Regions from separate parts of the Mus musculus genome. Here region 1 is linked to region 2. A link is a contact called in public HiChIP or PLAC-seq data. All regions are on one chromosome and are shown on one strand. The core of a region is the stretch at or near the end of the contact, and the rest is flanking DNA. Distances in the headings are between cores, read along the strand shown. Region 1 overlaps Egfr (epidermal growth factor receptor). Region 2 has its middle 38 kb from the start of Sec61g.

Evidence for each region. HiChIP or PLAC-seq counts read pairs in DNA pulled down with a chosen protein or histone mark.
Region 1: a CTCF HiChIP or PLAC-seq map of the NIH/3T3 cell line shows a contact between it and region 2, with 18 read pairs. The contact joins two enhancer-like sites. A contact is called at or near these places in 1 of 15 datasets of contacts at CTCF or cohesin (the NIH/3T3 cell line), 1 of 484 Hi-C or Micro-C datasets (bone marrow-derived macrophages), 2 of 115 datasets of contacts at active chromatin or transcription factors (the NIH/3T3 cell line and embryonic fibroblasts) and 1 of 9 other capture datasets (embryonic stem cells).

The regions. Positions count from the first base shown.
Region 1 is chr11:16,906,461-16,909,160 of GRCm38.p6, reverse strand. It overlaps Egfr (epidermal growth factor receptor), which reads right to left. Exons shown (of 28, transcript NM_207655.2): 23 at 2,279-2,425; 24 at 187-284. Among named protein-coding and RNA genes, the nearest start is that of Eldr, 43 kb to the left of the region's middle. Within about 2 kb of position 1,445, at least 26 of the 459 cell types and tissues checked have an H3K27ac peak or open chromatin away from gene starts, as enhancers often do. A contact at or near this core is called in the NIH/3T3 cell line, where this site is marked.
Region 2 is chr11:16,545,609-16,548,308 of GRCm38.p6, reverse strand. No RefSeq gene overlaps it. Among named protein-coding and RNA genes, the nearest start is that of Sec61g, 38 kb to the right of the region's middle. Within about 2 kb of position 1,333, at least 30 of the 459 cell types and tissues checked have an H3K27ac peak or open chromatin away from gene starts, as enhancers often do. A contact at or near this core is called in the NIH/3T3 cell line, where this site is marked.

The sequences.
Region 1 (2,700 bases), core at 196-2,695, 360 kb before region 2:
GAGTTGGGTGAGAGTCACCACTTATCCCCATGTAGTTCAGTCATTGTATCATAATGGAAGAGGCTCCAATGCACAAAAGGATTTATTATCAAGAACATGCTTCACAGACTGTGTTGGCTCAGCACAGTGGCATCTGGACCTATTGGAGAGATTTTGACCATGTAAGAACAAACTTTGGCCTGATACCTGGATAACAAGGTAGCGCTGTGGGTCTCGGGCCATTTTGGAGAATTCAAGAATCAACTCTCGGAACTTTGGGCGGCTATCAGCATCTATCATCCAGCCTGAGAAAGGAAGGAAGCCAAAGCAAAGCAATTAGAACCCTGGAAGAAATGACAAGGAGGGCATTGCTTTAAGTGATGCTGTGATCTTGCTAGGCAAATGGATAATGAAGGCACATAATCTTTGGGAGAGGCTTGGCACATGAGATAACACTGATTAGTTCTTGAAGTACATGAGAAGTTATTGTAATACCTTGTGGATTCATTCCCAGCCCTATAGAACAGTTTTCAGTCAGAGTAACAATAACATATACGGTAATGGTTTTACGTTTGTCCTTCCTTAGTCATCATTCTTGCATTATGATCTTCAGTGACCACAGGGTTTTACTGTGGGCAATCACTGCTGAACTACTCTGACTTTGGTATGCCTCTGTGCTTTCTTTGTCCTAATCCACAGCTTTCTAAGCTAGAAAATAGATTCAATTTACAGAAATGTCAAGGCCTTATTGCATTCTCCATTCAGTTACCATTCATGCAATTAACAAGGCTGAATCTGTGTATCATCAGTCAATCAATCAATCAATCAATCAACCAACCAACCAAGCAAACAAGCGATATATATCTGTCTATCTATCTACCATCTAACAATGTATCTATGCATCGATCAATGAATCGATGTATATGTGTATGCATGTATACATCCATCAATCTATGTATCAATTATTTACCAGTGCTGGGGACTGAACCTAGGGTGTCATAACTAGTATTTTCTGGGTAAAACTATATTTAGTAGTCACAGAGGTTCATTGCTTTACCAATGATCTAAAAATAGATCCAGCAATGGAGAGGATAAACTGTGCACTAGATACTTGTGCCTTTAGGGATTGGATTTATTTTTTCAACTGGTCATCAAGCTATTTTAGGCTAAACTGCTATGTGACCTTAGACAAATCATGCAACCTCTCTAGGCCTCAGCTTCCTCATCTGAAACCAAAGCAGTGAAAATAGATTAACTCCCTGGTCCAAAGTTCAGAGAATACATTGTTATTTATGATAAAGCAGCCTTGCTGGTTAGATTTCATCAACTGGAAATGAGCTAGAGACATCTGGGAAGAGAAAACTTTAGCTGAGAGAATGCTTCCAGTAGATTGGTCTGTGAGCAACATTCTGTTGATTAATGAGTTATGTGGGAGAGCCCAACCCACTGTGGGCGGTGCCATCCCTTGGCTCCTGTTTTTCTGTTGTCTAAGAAAGCAGGCTGAGTGAACCAGGAAGAGGAAGCCACAGGCAGAGTTCCTCCATCTTTGCTTCAGTTTCTGCCTCCAGCTTCCTGATTTGAGCTTTTTCCCTAGCATCCCTTGATGACAGACAGTAAGCTGTAAGCCAAAAAAAAGCCTTTCCTCCACAAGTTGCCTTTGGTCAGTGTTTTATCAGAGCAACAGAATGCAAACTAAGACCACTGCTCTGTCATATTCCTATGCTGTTTCTATGCCAATGCTATGACATGTGTACTATTACTTTCAGAGCACAATTACAGATTTGTGTGGAATACTAGCACTTATCAAAATGCACACTCCTGTCGGGATTAAGATGATTAACTGCTTTACTTCAGGAGGCCTTGCATAAATCCAGTTTGAAAGATTTAAGCCAAAGCAGAAACAAAGATTGTATCAAACTCCCATGGTTACTCATTGTTAGGCATTTTGAAACATTAAGTTTCTCTAGCAACAGGTCTCAAAATGTAATACAACTTTGTAAGTTCATTGAGCAACTCAGATCATAGAATATCTGGGAATAATGGCTTAGGAAAGACTTCAGTTTTAATTTATTTGCTTGCAAATTTGGGCAAATATGAGGTCAGGATGAGTCAAGCAAGTGATTCCTAAAGAATGCTTGCTGGAGGTGTTTATGATGTTTCTGGAACTGTGAGCCTGACTCGAAGACTGATGCTATTTCTTCGGGGAAATGAGGGCCTGGGCTATTTGTCTCAGAGCAATTACATCCTTCCAGGACCATCAACATGAGTGTGGATGCCCCCCCCCCCCCCAGTCACTCACACTTGACCATGATCATGTAGACATCGATGGTGCAGATAGGTGGCTGTGGAAGGCGCTCTCCTTTCTCTAGGATGGATGAGATGTCACTTGCTGGGATTCCATCATAAGGCTTGGACCCAAAGGTCATCAGTTCCCACACAGTGACACCTAGGCAGATAGAACAGGCAAAGAAAGTCATTGCATTGTGAGTTAATGCTTAACACACCACCTAATCCTTAGCCATTATTGTTAGTAAGTATTTTAAAACCTGTTTCTGTAGCCTTGAGCCACTGGTTTGAGGGGATTTACCTATCAAGTAAGATAATAGCATCTGTTTCATGGCATGGCTTCAAAGATGTAGTAAGATCTTATACAAAAAAGTTTAGCTAAATGTGAGGCATATAGTTGCTGACTGATAAGTGGAATAGTTATAACCTTAAAGA
Region 2 (2,700 bases), core at 84-2,583:
TGATGGTTTTCTGGGATAATAGACAAAAATTTCAAATCCTCCTAAAGATCTTACACAGACACATATGTATCTAGTGATAAACCTCTAAAGCCAGAAAAGGAGTAATGTTTAAACATAGCAAAAGTATGACTGTTGGCTATCTATAGTCACCATCCCTGAACTACTACTGTGTGCATATATTTTTAAGTGAACTTGTACAGATACCTCCTCCTGCCGTCAGTGCTGGGGATCAGACCCAGGGCCTTGTGCATGCGAGGCAAGCACCTTACCACTGAGTTATATCCCCAGTACCTCAAGCATATTTTTGGCTCACAGTATTCTATATGATGGGGCTCCAAACTCATTACTTAAATCTTTGATTATGTCGAGAGAACCCCATCTTCCCAGTTATGTTACTTATCAAATCAGAACTCTTCTGTGTGGTTTTCCTCTAAGAAATCTATCCCCGCTACACAGAGAAGTGAATGGCATACTCTTCTTTGTTCATACTACACAGTGGTCTTTTTCAGCTATCTTGACATTGGACTAGTAAGTGGCTCAGCTTCTTTCAAGTCTGAACCCAAAACACTCAGCACAATTTCTAGAATGATCGTTAGATGCTATGCATCTTATTCAGCTGTTCCAGTACCCCTGCCTTCCCTCACTCTTTCCAAACACAGCACATACTACTTTCTGATTGATGTGGCATAATCAACACAATTTTGAGAATCCCTTGTCTCTTGAAGTTCTTTACACAATGACTTTTCCTTGGGATCTTTAATCATCTGCTCAGGAAAATTTAAAGAGACATAGCAGTGATACTGGACCAGATGGTCATTAACCCTGTATTTATGCACAGAGCCAGCTTTGCATTTGCAGTTTTATCTTCTCTTTCTAAATTACTTTGGAACCACTAACTAATGAAGTAAAGGGGTTGGGAGTGTGTAATGATCAAATAATGTTTTAACAAGAGGGTAGAGGGGGGGGGGGGAGGGAAACACTGTGCCACATTTCATGTTAGCAGGACGTGGTTCTAAGAAGGTGATTCTTCCATAGCTTGACATGTTATTGGCATGTAGAAACTAATTAAACTGATTACATTATAAACATCGCCATTTGTGTTTATGTATTTGTCTCTGACAGAAAAAGTGTCAAATATTAATTCTGATCTTAAATGAAGGCCTTTAGTGACATTTACTTTTCTGATCTGCATAGCCAAGTTAAAGTTTATATAGTTCTTTATTAAAGCCAAAAGAAATATAGGTTTGAGTCAAAATTGCTTTTATGACTCCCACACGAGGAGCCCAGGCTGAGTTCATAAAGGCGAGGCAGGTCCCAGGGGCACTGCTGTTAAATATGGAAAACTATTTCCTTTTCTGGAGCCAGGCTTTGACAACAATAAGATTACACCGGGCACCACACAGTGAAGAACTGGGATCAAACATCTTCAGATGAACCCAACTACCTCCAGGATTGCAGTTTTTAATGCCTCCATGTCTGTCCAGAAACAACAGAGAAATGAGCCCAATGTAAATGGTGAATTAACATGGTTTTACAATGTTAGGAAAAGTATCAAATAACATAAATCCCAGAAAATGAAGGGAGACTCAAGGGTAAATGAAGACGCAAAGAAAGTTTCAGAAAAAAGCCAGGAATATTTCTTGGGAGTTATAACCACTGTGCCCTGGCTGGGAGTCAACTTGGCACTAACAGTCAACTGCAGGAATGATTCACTTGGCTGGGAGAGAGGTGCTGTGTGTGAGTCCATGTGAGCTATGAGCACTTTTGATCTCCCAAAGAAGAGATGCACGAATCCTCACATCACTTAGCAAAAAGGACTGTGCACATCACTACAATGCTGCCTTGGAGAAAACTGTGCAAAGAATTGGCCTGAGACAAAGAAGACAATGTACTGAACGCCAATCCTCATGAGCATCATGGAACATCTGTGCCCGTCTTCCCTTGGAGAGAGTTGGCAATGTTACAGTTGACTCTGGAAAATGAACTTTGAAAAACCTTTCATCACAAGCAGAAGCATGTGGCACATACATTGTGTGGGACATTTGAATTCAGAGACATAGAAATGAGTGAGTCCTTAAGGTTATGCCAGAAACCTGCCACACGAAACTTCTTGATTAACACATTTTGGAAGTGAGTTCATGTGAGGTACATGTATGGGTTTATTAGGGTTGAAACAATTTCAGTATTGTATGGCACCTCTTTACTGATCCTCAAATGGGGCAATGATGAGATGTTTCAGCACCATCGGGAAGCCTGAAACCTGTCTCTGTGTTCCATTTACCCACCGCTTCATCAGTTGTGCCTCATGGTGCTGAGAACCACTCTCGTCTCCCTTTCCCGGTGCCCACCTTTAGCATTGCTGAACAACACTGTCAGTGTTTACAAGCTGACCCTTGTCAGGATAGTATCTAAAGTGCTAACCTTTCCAGAACTTAATACTTTTATTTAAATTTATTGTTTATTAAACCTATTATTTGTGTAAATGTATAAATGTGTATAATAGCTTCTGATCATTCCCATTTCCCTTCCCACCTCTGACTTCACCAAGATCTCTGCATGACCCCCTCCCAACTTTACTTCCTCTTCACTTTTCCTTAATAAGCCACCGTGTCAAATGAAGGCTGACATATGCATGTGTGCAGCCTATGAGATGCTCACACCACCCATGTACTGCCAGTAGCTGCTCAGCCAGAGGCTGGC